Linked DNA regions of Mus musculus: region 2 is linked to region 1. A link is a contact called in public Hi-C data. All regions are on one chromosome and are shown on one strand. Each heading gives the region's core, a stretch centred on a gene start, on an enhancer-like site or on the middle of the called end of the contact. The rest is flanking DNA. Distances are from core to core; before and after follow the strand shown. Region 1 holds the start of Rab6b (RAB6B, member RAS oncogene family). Region 2 overlaps Rab6b (RAB6B, member RAS oncogene family).

Evidence for each region. A called contact is a pair of places that touch in the nucleus more often than the background predicts.
Region 2: a Hi-C map of cerebral cortex shows a contact between it and region 1, with 2.1 times the contacts expected there. The contact joins the enhancer-like site here to the promoter of Rab6b in region 1. A contact is called at or near these places in 5 of 39 promoter capture datasets (hippocampal neurons, liver, macrophages and 1 more), 13 of 484 Hi-C or Micro-C datasets (B cells, CD4 T cells, cerebellar granule neurons and 9 more), 9 of 115 datasets of contacts at active chromatin or transcription factors (cardiomyocytes, embryonic forebrain, embryonic hindbrain and 4 more) and 1 of 9 other capture datasets (pancreatic islet).

The regions. Positions count from the first base shown.
Region 1 is chr9:103,109,390-103,116,660 of GRCm38.p6, reverse strand. It overlaps Rab6b (RAB6B, member RAS oncogene family), which reads right to left and starts at 4,587. Exons shown (of 8, transcript NM_173781.4): 1 at 4,435-4,587. The coding sequence starts at 4,504. It overlaps Gm46128 (a long non-coding RNA gene), which reads left to right and starts at 3,394. Exons shown (of 2, transcript XR_001779270.2): 1 at 3,394-4,135. It overlaps Gm51658 (a long non-coding RNA gene), which reads left to right. Exons shown (of 3, transcript XR_003948080.1): 3 at 1,437-1,923.
Region 2 is chr9:103,142,347-103,149,617 of GRCm38.p6, reverse strand. The region is part of intron 2 of Rab6b (RAB6B, member RAS oncogene family); the gene reads right to left. Among named protein-coding and RNA genes, the nearest start is that of Gm51658, 13 kb to the right of the region's middle. Within about 2 kb of position 2,622, at least 94 of the 459 cell types and tissues checked have an H3K27ac peak or open chromatin away from gene starts, as enhancers often do. A contact at or near this core is called in cerebellum, cerebral cortex, cortical neurons and 3 more, where this site is marked.

The DNA.
Region 1 (7,271 bases), core at 3,338-5,837:
GAAAAAAAATCAAGGGTTGTAGGTCTATACGCAACGCCCAAGGTTCTCTCTCTTGTACTAGCACCCAAGAGAGAGGGATGGGAGAGAGAAATTAGAAGGTGAGGGAAAAAAACCGAGATGAGAAAGCAAGGCACAGAACACCATGGGGATTGAGTCTGAGCCTCCAAGAGATCTGGTCTGGTCTGCCGTGTCCTTCCCCACCTCTGGTAGTACAGGAGCCCCTACTCCACCTCCATATTTCTTCAGAGATATTAAGGGAGTTGGGGAACCCTTTGAGAATCTCAGGTGCTTGGGCATGACCATGGCATAATGATGCAATTCTCTGGAAAAACAAAACAAGACAAAGCAACTGTCAACTCCCCGATAAGAAGAATCTGGCCTGAGAGAGTGCCAGGTGCCAGGAACACCACACAAAGCTGCCTCACCTCCCTTCACTGTTAATCTGCTGACAGGCCATCAGCAAATCTCTCACATCAAAGATGTCATCGTTTTCGAATCAAGATCCTCGGTGAGCACGCACAGCCCACAGACGGGAGCAGGGAGCGAGATGACTCAGACACAATCCTCTCAACGTGCTTTGGTCACCCACTTAGGGTGCTTAAAACTCACCCTAAAATCCTTAAATTAAAATCCTTACCTAGCTGAGACAGAAGAGGCGTCATGGGACTGCACATAACCAGTTTTGTGGGGTTTTGGGTTTTTTTTTTTAATGTTCATTAAAAGAATCAAAGCTGTGTCCATGTGACAAGCCTGGAAGTTGAAAGGAGAAAAGCTTCTAAAAGGGACAGTGGGCTTGCCACCAAGCTAGGACAGGACGGTTTGTGCTGCATGGGGTGGTTGCAGGAAACAGGGCTCAGTCTGTGGACAGTTGTTTCTTAACCCTTAGCTGAAGAGGATGTATAGGACGGTCTCAACCGGGTGCCAGCAATCCCATCATTCTCAAATCTGTGAGTCGAGACCTCCTTGGGATCACGTATCAGCTATCCTGTATATCAGATATTGACATTACTCTTCATAACAGTAGCAAAATTACAGTTATGAAGCAACAACAAAACGCGTTTATGGCTGGGAGTCACCACGACACGAGAAACTGCATTAGAGGGCTGTAGCGTTCGGAAGGTTAGAGTCGCTCCTGACAGGCGTGCCTCTACCTACACTTTCTGCAGAGCTGGGCCAAGGAGAGAGGGGTTTCTCTGAAATCTACCCCTACTCCTTGTACTCAGGCCTATAGAGACGGATGGCCTACTGCCTCAGCCCGGGAAAGCAGACAGCCCCCCTCCCCCCATGTCTGTCCACTCTTCCTTCCCTCCCTCCTCACCACACACACCAGGATGTGTCTGGTAAGGTCCAGATCCCCTGGGAGGCTCTGATAACTTGGGAGAAAGATGGACACCTCGCAGGCCCACTCTCCCTCAGACTTTGCCTGTCTTTTTCAGATGCTCCACACCAGTCTGGCGTGCACCACCCTCTTGGGTTCGCCACCACTGCCACCCGTGTTAGGGCTAATCGGGAGGCGCCACACAGCGACCTGAAGGCCAGCAGCATTGCATGACCTACCTGACGCAAGGAAACACCTCACCCTAAGTCCACAGCACCTGGCCAGGATCCTACTCCATGTGACACAGGCACTGCCAGTCAGACTACAGTCCACAGGCGAGAGGCGCGTTCCGGAGAGCAGGCACTCAAAGGCTTCCTACCTGAACCAGTTCCTCGGTACCTTTGAAGGCCTCATGCCTACCTATGATTATCTGTTCCAGGGTATCTCCTACCTTAGCCTGCTCCAAGCCTGGTACCCCTCTTTAGAATCCAGCTGTCTCTGTCCACAAGCCTAGAGGGATGCTACCACAATGTCAGGAATAGAGATCAGGAGAAGGTTGTGTCCTTTCAACCTCTTTTATCGCCTCCCTCCCCCATCTCCATTAGCTGGCCTCTATAGGGAAGCTTAGGCCTCGGATTCCAGTTGGCTCAAGTGCCCTGGTATGGAACGTGAGGGGTCTCCGTGATCACACAGGAAGGGAGAGCTTGGGTAGGGTTTGGACCAGATGTCAGGAGCCGCCCTCCACAGCACAGGCTGCAGAGGATGCTGGCATGCAAACTGTCAGGAGGTAAGATGGAAGGGGTTACAGCCACGGCCTACTAGGCTCCGGAATACACATAACTTCTGAGACTCACAGACACCACAAGCTCTGTACACCCGCGGTAAACAACTCACTAATAACACAATGATGGATTATGTTCCAAGGGCCTATGAATCCTGCCCCTAACCAATTAGCCAAGCATTCCACCAGGCCACAACCAACTAACTGAGCCCATAAATCCTCTCAAAGAGGTTCCAGACTTGGCTTTCCGCATTGAAGGTCATCTTATTTCCCAATGACACTCTAGTTAAAAATGGCAGACGGGAAAATGGAAGTGGGGGTTCCTGCTCCCAAAGTGTTCACAACTCACAGTGGGTCTCTGGGCAAGACCTCCCCACTCTCTCTCCACATGAGCATGTGAGGAAAGGCTGTCTCTCACTTCTGTGACTCCAGACCTGGAGGGGTTGGCAGAACTCTCACTGGGGGTGGCGTGTGTGTGTGTGTGTGTGTGTGTGTGTGTGTTCCACCCATCAGCAGTTGCTAAGGGAGCCCAGAGTTTCATTCAAACTCACCACATATGATTCTTTATGGAACTGTGTTCAGATTTAGAATTAACAAATATTCTTTGAACTCCAGCATAGTCCAGGCACTGGGGGAAACATGAGGCATAAGGGCTGCTTCCAGCTACCCACTACTCAGAGACAGAAACTGAGTGTCCAGGAGGCCTGGAATCAGGCAAATGACAACACAGTTGAGAGCCCCCCCCACCCCCCAAGGCTGCTGTGCACCTGCAGGCTCCCTCCTAGGGCTGAGGTGCTCCCAAAATCCTTTCCACACAGCAAGGAACGGAGGTGTCCTTTGTGACACTTGGGATCTACAAAGCACAGGGAATCAGATCCAGCTGGCTACCTAGCTGAGCTGGGTACGATGTGAAATGTCCCAAACCCAGCTCTCCGGGACAGGCAACCCCGACTTCCACCCGGCTCCCAACCCTCCAGCTCAGGTACTGAGCATCAGCAGACAGGAGGTGGCCATGTGACCTCCACAGCCCACACGCACACGTCATAGCTGCACGGTGCCTGGGCCCACCAGGTCCTCCCACGGCCTTCCTCCTCTTGGCCTCCAAACCAGCTAACAGAACTGGTTTACAGAGCTAGAGCTGGGAATCCCGCCCCCCCCCCCCCCGGGATCCCCCTCTCTTCCAGCAGAAATGCTCAGAAGCCCAGCTTATGTCTGTAACCCCCTGGTTATGTGACTCCTGGACCGAGGCTCTCAAGGAGGTACTCCTTCCCACAGGTATCAGAGGGGTCGCTGCTCTTCTGTCTGAGCTTCCCACCTTGGACCAACCTGGGTGTCAGATACTTGGGAGGGGAGACTCCTGGGCAGCAAAGAAACCCTTACTCTCCCCCTCCTTAGGCTCTGGCTGGCTGCCACGGTGACCTCCCCTCCCCCAAGAAGGGCGGTGAGCTGGGAGATGGGGGGTGGGAGAATCCACCGGCTCCACTGATGCTCTCTAGAGGGGGCAGGGAAGCCAGGCAGGGCGTGTCGCCTAGGCCTTTCTCTGCCCAGTGCCAAGCTCACAGATATGAGACGCCTCTGTACCATCCCCCAAGTCACCTGCTATGGGAAGAATCTTCACTCTCACGATCCACACCCCTAAGCCCCAAAGAGGCTAACACATTAGTGAAGGACAGTGAGTCTAGAACCTTCTGCCCAGTCGGATGTAAGCCAGAGAAGCTAAGTGCCCAGTTACCCTACCACTTGCACCCACTCTTTTCGAAAAGGGACAGGTGTCGTGTTCCCCATTTCCCAGCAGCAATCTGCTCCAGAGCTGGACGCGTCCTTTCCCTAGATTCCAGGCAGGGTCCGCAGGGAGCCCCTCGGGCGCAACCTTGGGGTGGGGGCAACCAGCTCCCAGCCCCACCTCGTTCTCCCAAGAGAGGCTCCTGTCCCTTCGCCCACACCCTCGCCGGCACCCAGACACCTGCACAGTGCTCCGCAGCCTGTGCCGCAGTGCGAGCTAGTCAGCGAGCCCGCGAGCCCGGCGCCTAGAGCGGGTGAGCCAGCCGCCGCCCTCGGTCCTCCCGGACGCACCTGCACCGGGTACCCGTACCCAGATCTCACACTCACCCTCATCCCTTGACCCCCAGAACCACCTTCTTCCTTTCCCCCTTGGTCCTCCCCAGCCCGGCCCCACCCGAGCCAGCCCCATCTCCCCATCTGCATCCCTCTCCTCTACCGGGGCGTGGAAGGGCCTTGGCGAGCCAGGGCTGGGAGGGTCCCTAGTGGGGTGGCTGAATGGGCGGCGTGGGGAAAAGACTCGGCTCCGAGCCGAGAGAATAAGCCGAGTACTCACCGCTCTGCTCCCCTAGGAAAACCAACTTGAATTTTCGCAGCGGGTTCCCAAAATCTCCCCCTGCGGACATGGTGCTGGCAGCTGGGGCCGGGCGAGGAGGAGGAGGAGGAGGAGGAAGCGGTGAAGGAGCAGGGAGGGGAGAGGAGGAGGGCGAGGGGAGGCGGCGAGCGGTGCGGGAGCCGGAGGGGGAAGGGCTGGCTGCGCGCGCCCCTGACTCCCCAGCTGCGGCCGGGCCCCGGCCTGCGGCTGCGTGTCCGACGGCGGCGACGGCGGAAAGGGAGGAGGCGGGGTGCGCGGCGCAGCCCTGGGTGGCGTTGGCTGCACGGGCGACGGGCGCGCTGTGGACGCCCGAAGCTCGGCGCGGGCAGCGAGGCACGGGCGGAGCGGGGCGCAGGGACCGAGCTGGGCGGAGGAGCGCTCTCCGAGCAGCGCCACGCGCCCCCTCCCGCCCGCCTGCTCCGCCCGCGCCTGCGCTCTGCGCGCTCCCAAGCCTCTGATGTCATGCGGAGCCCGTGGGTTTGCGGGGCTTGGGGGGCGTGCGCCATCCAGCCCCCACCCGGGCAGCCGGCTCCGGAGAGCCACCTCCTCTTGAGCCTAAGAGAGGTGCCCTCTTTGGAGCGTCTTGCTCTGCCCTGCTGCTTCTGTCTCACCCACCCACCTAGGGGGAAAAAAAAAAGACAGGACTTGGTCAAGAGGACATTTGTTTCTGGTCTTTGACACCTAAATGCGGTTCCCTTCTTCCGTCTCAGACCCAGATAGATGGTCAGACAGGGCGGGAACATAGGAAAGGGTCAGTGTGTGGTGTGGTGGTGAGTAGGAAGATGTGCGGATACCTGGCTCAGACCTGGGGTATGGCTCCTCGGTGGCCCCTGCTGGCCTCTAGCTTACCTCCTATCTAGCTAGGCTCAGACTCTTCATGCGGAGGGGATCTGTGGTTGTCCCCAGAGGAGCTGGCCAGTGAGAGAGAAGACACCCTTACAGGATATGCCTACTAGGGTTTGAAACCTAACCTGCCTGGTAGAAGACAGCTCCACTAACCCAAAGACAATGCCCTGCCTCTTTTGATCCTGAGACCGTCAGCCCAACCACACTCCTGCGCCCTGCTAGTTAGGTTTATTCGGGTAATGAGCTACAAGAGTATAAGAGAGCGACCTCTAAGTTTGCAGGGCACACACAGTAGCGTGAGAGCAAGGAGTAGACGCCAGACTAAGGTTAAACGCAGTCCCCAAGCAGTACACTCTAAGGCATCGGGTTAATTGAGGCTTTACAAAGCCCCTCCCCTCTTCCTCTCCAGCCACTTGCTGGTCTTGACCTTCTCTGGCCATTCAGGGAATGTTTGTTTGGGACTGTTTGGAATGTGTAGTGTATGTTACACAAAGCAAGCCAGGAGTGAAATGCACACACACACACACACACACACACACACCCGTGCCTACGGATTTCCCAGGGGACACTTATGAATTTACCCCGAATGTACCCACTAGAGTCTCCCACCGCACATTGAGCCCTCACAGGAAACTCCATGGAAGCAGCTGAGGTTCCACTTCACCTAGAGTTTAGGAAACAGTTGCTGAATGCTCGAATTAACCTCTAAAACTACTCTCAAATCAGAGTAACTGTTCTATTCTTGTGGTCTTCTTCGGTTTGAAGTCCCTGGAGTCGGAGGTCATCCCTCTGAGCATATAAGCATGCCAGATTGGGCACCAGACTAAGATAACTCAGACTCCACCCTACTTTTGCCCCGAGTGTGTTGCTGTCTCGGGATCCAGCATGGGCTGAGGAAAGTTTTGGCAGGTGTGTCCGACCCACTGTCCACAGGCCATATGCCTTGCAGGATAGCTTTGAATTCAGCACAACACAATATTGTAATCTTATGTAGAACATTATGAGATACTGGATGGGTTTCTACATTTTTTGGGGCAAGTTTTTGTTTATTGTTGTTGATCCCATTGCCTGGTTTTACATTGTGAAGTTTGTAGATTGCAATGTTGTGTCTCCGTAGCTAGAAGTTGGACACTCCAGCAGTGAAAGAACTACTCCTAAGCCACACCCCTCCCTGCCTGTGGAGGTCAAGGCATTCAGGGGGTTGGGGGGTGTCACACCTTCCACCCAGCATTTCCTCATCTGTACTGGTTCAGTCGGCTGGGTTGGCTCCTGCAGTCTGGGCAGAGCTACACAGCATGGTCTTCATGCTGTATGTGAATCCTAACCTTAGAATGCTTCTGCTCTCTTCCAAGTCTCTCCCTTACCCTTGCCATTCCTTTGTCTCTTAGGGGAAGGGATCATCTTTATTCTGTCCTGGGATATCAGGCATTTCCCATGTGATAGATAAAAAGAGCCACTATAAGCCTCTTTTTGGTAGTCTCACTAGAAAGAGTTTCTTCTGCATGGCATCTTTCTGCCCTTCCTGATGAGTGTGTTCTCTGGATGAGGAACATGGAAAGACATCATATCGCAGTGAACACACACCTGTCTTCTAATTCTTCTTTTATCCCCTCCCCCTTTTCCTCCTTCCCCAAGGCAGAAAACCCAAACTCTCAACACTTTCATTTCTCTTGAGTCTTTTGAATTCATATTTCAAACCCTGTCTTCTGACTTGCTCTTCCCTTCTCGCTGTACTCCCAAGATTCCTGTTGATGCATAGAGCAGAGCCTTTGGTTCCCGTGTCTGCTTAGCATTCCATCGTCTGCCCCAATTTTGAAACCATTTTCAGTAAAAATGTGTCCAGTTTTTAAAGCCTGAAATAGTTTTAGACTACATAGAGGTTTCAAAAAATAGTACAGGAAGTTTCTGTGTCTCTTCATCCAACAGCCCCCACGATAACATCTTACATAACC
Region 2 (7,271 bases), core at 1,373-3,872, 35 kb before region 1:
GAAGCACAGACTGCCCACGTGAGGAGTCCACCTCGCCGTTCACACTACTACCAGCCAGTCTACCTGCCAAGCCACTTCATGTGTGTACATCTCTGTAGGCTGGCCCCAGGAAACCCTAGACACTGGGGACTATTCTGTTGCTGAGACAGAATACCTGACAGAAAGAACTGACAGGAGGAAGGCTCTATTTTGATGGCTTTAGGGGAGGTGAGAGCAGCTCCTGCCCATGGCGGGTGGGAGCGTGAGGCTGTTTCCACCACAGAGGATCAGGACTGGAGGCAGGCCATAAACGGAATCCACTGCAGCTCTGCCTTCCCCAGACACACTTCCTCCACTACATCTCGTCGTCTAAATATAATCTCACAACTTCCCCAAACATCCCTACCAGCTGGTGACCCAGCATCCAAACACACCAGCCTGTGGGTGATGTGGGTTAGTTTACAGGGTAGCAACATCTGATCAGAACACAAACCTGAACACTTCTTGTATTTATATTTACAAGACCCAAGCATATAGTTTCTCCTGTCCACCAGGAAACCTGGGATCAAATGTTGAGCCCCAGGCGGTATTTCTGCCACACTTAGCCCAGTGCCCTCGCTTGCAGAGCTAGTTTTTTTTTTTCCTTTGCACCTGCAGTCTTGGTCATGAAGGACACTCCCACTTCAGGTGAACATTGGAGGAAGGAGACACCAGATAGCAAGAACAACTAACTATTCGGCTAGGCCCAGGGATCCTTGGTGACTCCTCTGGACCAGCCTCCTCTCAGGGGTCAACACAGGTCACACAGGAGAGTTATGCATTGGTGGATGTGTGTTTATATGTGCGTGGGAATGGAACACACTCAAGTTTACACTGTATTTGTACAAAGGCATGAATGGGTGCGTGAGACTGGTATGAGTATGAGAGTGTGTGTGTGTGTGTGTGTGTGTGTGTGTGTGTGTGTGTGTGTTATTCCAGGATTAATGCCAGGATTTCTGATACACACAGCCCCAGCGCTGCCCTGCGGCCCAGGTGATGAGGAACCCTCACGGGTTCTTTGGAAAGGGAGCGCACTCAGGCTGTGTATATCAGGGCCACTCAGGACAGGCTACAGCTGGCCCCAGAGAGGCCAACATGCCATCAGTAGTGGGTCATGTGTCCAGTGGGCGCCAGTGGGATTTTCTTTGTTGCTCTTTGCGCTTATTTATTTATCTTGTTTTTCTGCCTTGTGAAAGGATCTACTGTACCCCAGCTCCCAAGTTGGCCTTTAGCTTGTTGCTGGGGGTGGCTTTGAGCTTCTTATCCTCACACTTCTACCTCCCTGTGCTGGGATTTACAGGTGCCCCATAACTGAAGACCCAAGCTCTCGTGCATACTGAACTAAGGAGTCCAATTAGCCCCCAGCCTAGCCCTAGCCCCCAACCCCCTCACCTCTCAAATGAAGATCCCAGAGCTCCCTCTAAGGACTGTTGGACCAAAGGAGTTAAGACTCTGTGAAGGCACTTCATTCTGTCATATGCTATGTCAACAGAAATGAGCAATTGTTACCAGGAACCAGCTGACCCAGGGCTCTCCAGGCAAAGCGGCACAGCCAAGCCATGGAGACTGCCCGGTGTCTGTCTGGTTATGCGGTATGGCCTCGGAGTCTCTGCTCAGGATGAGCAGAAACAGCAAGCAAGTGAGTGACTCTCCTGGCACATTAAAGGCTCTGTTGAATCCTGCAGTGGAGAGACAGGAACTGTTTCTTTCCTAATCTGTCAGACCCCCACCCCCACCCCCAGCCCCTCAGGAACCTTTGCTGTCCTATTCTTCATCGACATCCCAAGGATCTGGGATTCCCAGGGCTTCAGCAAAGGTTCAGGAAGGTGGAGCCGAGGAGAGGCACGCCGCTCTTTCACTGTGCCAAGGAGTTATAGTCAAGGTAGCTTTTCTATTCTTTATCTTATGAGGTATGAAACAAATCATTTCCGATGGTAGATGCCCACAGGGGATGAGATATCAAGAGATACAAACAGGCATGTGCCTGGGAGTCCTCTGTCAGTCTAGAAGCCCCGTGATCCCCTCACACAGCTGTGCCTTCTCTGCCTGTATTGCGTGATGTCTTCTCTGAAGGAAACGGAGGTGTAGTCTACTGTTATACGTGGCCCCGAACCTGGCAATGCTAATTTATTCTTTTGCGCTGGCAAACGGCACTCACTGACTATGAAAAATAGCAGCCACTTTATTTTACACATGCAAAGAATATTAAGAAGCACAGATTTCCTCCCAACGGTTATCTTCCTTTGAGTGTGGCATTACACAGTATCGACAGGGGTGTCGACGGTGGCGTACTTGCATTCCTCTGCACAGACCTTCCACCAGCACATCCGAGCAAGAAGATCTCTGAGCAAGATATTCCCTACGGCACTTGTTGAAATCTTCTTAGCTCTGTGCATTTATTATGAAATATAAATTTGCATCCACATTCTGACAAGATACAGCAATAAAGTCTACCGGAGGAAATCTGCATGGCAATTAGCATAAATTGACGCCAGCATTTATTTCTTCAGGGGAAGAGAATGAAAAGGCAAGTATGTGCGTGCGTCTTCTTTTTGAGCCCGGCCGGCCGGCGCTGGAGAGAAGCATCCGTAAATGGCAGAAAGCAGCTGGGCATGACAAGCCCCTGACAATGACTCTGCTGTTCTCTCAGGCACAGCCAACCACCAGACCGAAGTATCTGGGTAAAGTTATGCAAATTAGCATGCAAATGAGCCTGGTAAACTTAAAGACTCAGCCAAGAAAGTGGTTGCTTTGTAGAGAGGAGCTCACAGCCTCTTGGGAACAGGTAGGGCCGGGTCACTGCCAGCCAATGACAGCTGCTCAGTTAGTGCCCTGGAGGAGGAGATGCTGGCTCCCAAGGTCACAGGGCAGGCACCTGGCTTTTCAAGGTCACAATCTGTCCCGTGGTTACTTTCTTCTCTATGAAGAATGGCTGTCCAATTTGTAATCGTGTGTGTACGTGTACAATAACATATATTCATATACATACGTGCATACATGTAATTGGCTCTGTTCATCATAATACTAATACAGAAAACACCTTGCTACCTGGTCCCTGGGTGGTCATGGTGCTCACATCATGAGAAGTATCACTGTGGTCAACCAAGTCTTTGCCCATTCACCCTCCCCTCCAGTAGTGTCTGAGCCTGTGAAAAACAGTGTTAGTGACGTGGTCCCTAGGGTGTGTGGGCCAGACAAGCCAGCGACTGATGGCTGCTGGAGTGGGCAGGAAGGCCACCGGAAGACAAGAGTGGAGCCGATAGGAGAGGAGGAGGATTTGATGCAGCCACAGCGGAGAGAGGCACGAGTGCACGCAGAAGCTTTATTCAGTATTCAGGAAAGGCTGGCGTATATGTGTGTGTGTGTGTGTGTGCGCACTGCATAAATGTGTGTGTGCTGGTGTGTGCCATGTGTATGCATATGTATGTGTGCGTGTGTGTGCACAGGCACGTGTGAGAGTGTATGTGTGTGCACATGTATGTATCTGCATGTGAGTGTATGTGTGTACAAGCATATATGTATTCACCTTGAAGAGGAAGCATCGCTTGTCAGGTAAGAGGCCAGTTACCGCACTGTGTCAGGGAGAAGTCTCTGTGGCCACGGCAAGAGCACGTAATCAGGACAAGGCAGGAGACAGAAATAAAAATCCAAGGCTTCAGGCACCACGTGAGGTGACGTGACTAGGAGCCTCTCCCCGAGTGCAGATGCATACAGATGCATACAGATGCATACAGATGCATACAGATGCATGCTGCGTCCACTTCAAGGGCCCAGATGAGAATCCACACCTATCCATCCACCTTATCTACTCAGATCTCATGAAGAGGGCGGCCAGATGGAAATCTTGAAGCCCTATGACAAAGAGCATCTGAGGCCACTAGAAGCCAACAGCAAGGAGAATGCCCTCCCCCCAACCCCCAAAAGCTCAGGGCTCTCTTGTATGTGTTCCACCCTCAGGCCCCCAGGAAGGTGAGGACAGAATACACTCCTGTTCCTTTGAAGCTACTCAGTGTGTGGTAATTTGCTGTGGCGGCGGCCCCAAGACTGAGTGTGGGAAGCCTCAGGGCAGAACAGACTGCCATGGCTCGAGGATCAGCTGCCGGCAAGAGATCTCAGGAGATCTGAGCCTGCCAGAAAGACCAGCATTTGCTTCTTAGGAACCCCCTTCAGAGTCTGAAACACCTTCCCATCTCACAAGTGTCCTCTGAGAAGAGCCCTCCTGGCCTGTGGGCGCCTCTCTCCCTGAGGCAGCCCATTAGATCTGTGCTGTTCTAACTTGGTGTGGATGACAGGAGGGGCCATGGGTCCTCAGTGTTAAGTTCTTACCACCTCTCAGTTCTCTAAGACGCTAAGGCCTGAGCTGCCAGCTTTGCAGGCTGGAAAGAGCACCCTGGAGAGCCTCGGCCAGGAGTGACCTTCAGAGGACCACACCTCCCTTTAGCAGGGCTCCTTCACACAGCTGACCCTCCCAGGGCCCACAGGGGTTTCCTGGGTATGTGCTGGTATGGGTGGGGGAGCGCACAGCAAGAACCACCTCTTATTACAAGATATGCCCAGATTTTTTTTTTCCCTAGATAGAGTTTTAAGAAAACCTCGTTAGCATTTCTTCTAGGCTCTGCCCAACAGTTACCTAGGAACAGCCAGGTATGAGCCCAGCTGGCTATAAAAAGACTGTGTGACCTCTCTTCCCGCTTCTGTCCTCTCCTCCTTTCTCTCTCCCTGCATGTTCTCTGCTGGCCTCTTCCCTTCTTTCTCTCCTCTCTTTCTGTTCTTCTCTGTCCTCTTTCTCTGCCTCCACCCCCTCTCCACAGCCTCCTCTCATGCCCCAAATAAACTTCATTTTATACTAGACCCATTGTCTGGCTGGTACCTTGGTGGGGGTACCTCAACATGGGCCCGCTAAGGCACCCACTTCCGCCGCATCATGCTACCACATTACAAAACATACTACCTCTTAGCTGGGGTTTTACATGAAGGAATCACCACAGACAAAATTTCCTCTGCTTGAGACTTGGTTTTCCACCAAGTGAAAACTGTATAAGTGAATCAGTTTGTATGGTGTGATTAGGCAGGGCGGTGAGAGACTAGAGTACATGTGTTAGCGGAGAATAAGGGGTGTGTGTGTGTGTGTGTGTGTGTGTGTGTATGTGTGTAACTGCCAGGTAAGTAGAGAACGAAGACATGCTTCTCAAAGGTCCCCCAGGGCTGTAGAAGTGCCAGCTCACCAGGGCCACAAACAGAACCTTCTGAGAGGTTCAGCTGAGGACCCCAGCCTACCATACTCAGGGCCGCATGGTGGCCCTTTGGGGCCTCTTGCACACTCAGCTCTACATCAAGGTGGCACTGGCCGTGGCTGAGGATAGGCCCTGCCCTCTGTGCCCCGCTGAGGGTGGGCCAGGCTGCCTTCTGCTACCTTCTGTCAGGCCATGTACTACAGCACACAGCTGTCTTTTGTCAGGATGAGTGAATGGGAGGGGAGCACAGGGTCTGGAGCCATGAGGAGAGAGAGGGAACACTGTCCTGGGAGCTGACTGAGTGGGCCTAGACTCTGCCATGCTGTACTGCTGCTGGGACAGACAGGATATTGGTGGGAGGGTGACAAGCACGGCTCCTGTGCAGTGGGACAGCCTGAGAGAAAATACATTTCATCTTCTCGGGTCCCTGGGGACTTATCTATTTCCCATACACCTCTGCTGCTATGCTCAGAAAAAGAAAATAAACAAAGTCTGTCCTCCTCCATCTCCAGAGGATTAACAAGCAATCATGTGTCTGTGTGTGTGTATGTCTGTGTGTGTGTGTGTGTGTGTGTGTGTGTTTGTGTATCTGTGTGTCTTTGTGTATATATGTCTGTGTGTGTGTATCTTTGTGTTTATGCATATGTCTTTGTTTGTATGTGTGTGTCTGTGTATGTATCTGTGTGTATGTCTTTGTGTGTGAGTTTGTGTGTGTCTGTGTGTCTGTGTATGTCTTTGTGTGTACCTATGTGTGTATATGTATGTGTGTGTATGTCTTTGTGTATCTGTGTATTTATGTCTTTGTGTGTATATGTGAGTGTATATATGTGTCTGTGTGTATATGTGTGTGTATGTCTTTGTGTGTCTGTGTGTATATGTCTTTGTGTGTTTATATATATGTCTTTGTATGTGTATATGTGTGTGTGTATGTCTTTGTGTGTGTGTGTGTGTGTGTGTGTGTGTGTATGAATGACGGAGAGAAGCAGAGCCCAGCCTCTCAGCCTAATTACTGCTCTAAAGGGCTTAAGGAAAGGATTTCCACCTGGTGATGTAAAGAAACCGAGTCAGACAATTCTCCCACGCATGGGGAGAGCGGCATCGGATCTGTTCTGTGATCTCCGTTGACTCACCATGACAGTGGTCCTGGGAGGCGCTCAGTCTGATGGCACCAGTCAACTGAGGCAAGCAGCCATTACTGTGCCCGTAGGTACCTGTGGCACCATCTTCAGCCAGGCCTTGTACAGTGATGTCTCCAAGAAGATCCTGGACTTGGCACATCCCAAAACACAGGTGAGAACCAGAAGGGCAGAGGAGTAGCCCTAGACTTGAGGGGCCCAACTAGCTTTCAGGATCACACGCTACAGCCAAAGGCTCATGGGAACTGATGCAAGAGGTGGGGCTCTGTTCTCAGGGCAAACATTTGCCACGCTTCAGGCATTGGAAGAATTTTCAGAGCAGAGCGAGCGGAGCTGGGACAGTGACAGGAGCTGATGTCCAGGCTAGGCCATCGCCAGCCACCACACAGTGACAGGAACAAGTAAAGCCTGATTTGAGTGACAAGCGTCAGGCAATGAGGGTGACAGTGGGAAGAAGGGAGATAAAATTTCAAAGGTAATTTGTCCACTGCTGCTAAGAATCTCAATGCGGTGCCATAGGAAAAACAGGAAGATCGCTAAAAAAAAATCAAGCAGTAGTCAGAAATAGCCAGAGATCACTGTCATTCTTAGCTACCCAGAAGAGTCAAGGCCAGCTGGAGCCACAGGAGTCTCTGTGTCAAAAAGGGAAAAGTCAACTAATAAAAACACAAGCATGTGCGCAGGTGCACACATTCACACGTGTGCATGTGCACACACAGAGCACAAGGAGACTTTAGGAGTGTTAGAACCTAGTGGGGAAACCCCCACTCAACTCCCGATTCGGCGTGCACCCAAGAATCACGAACAGACAACCATCTTGATGTAAATACATGAGGACGTTTAATTATGGAGCTCCGGACCGACATGCATCCCACACAGGAGA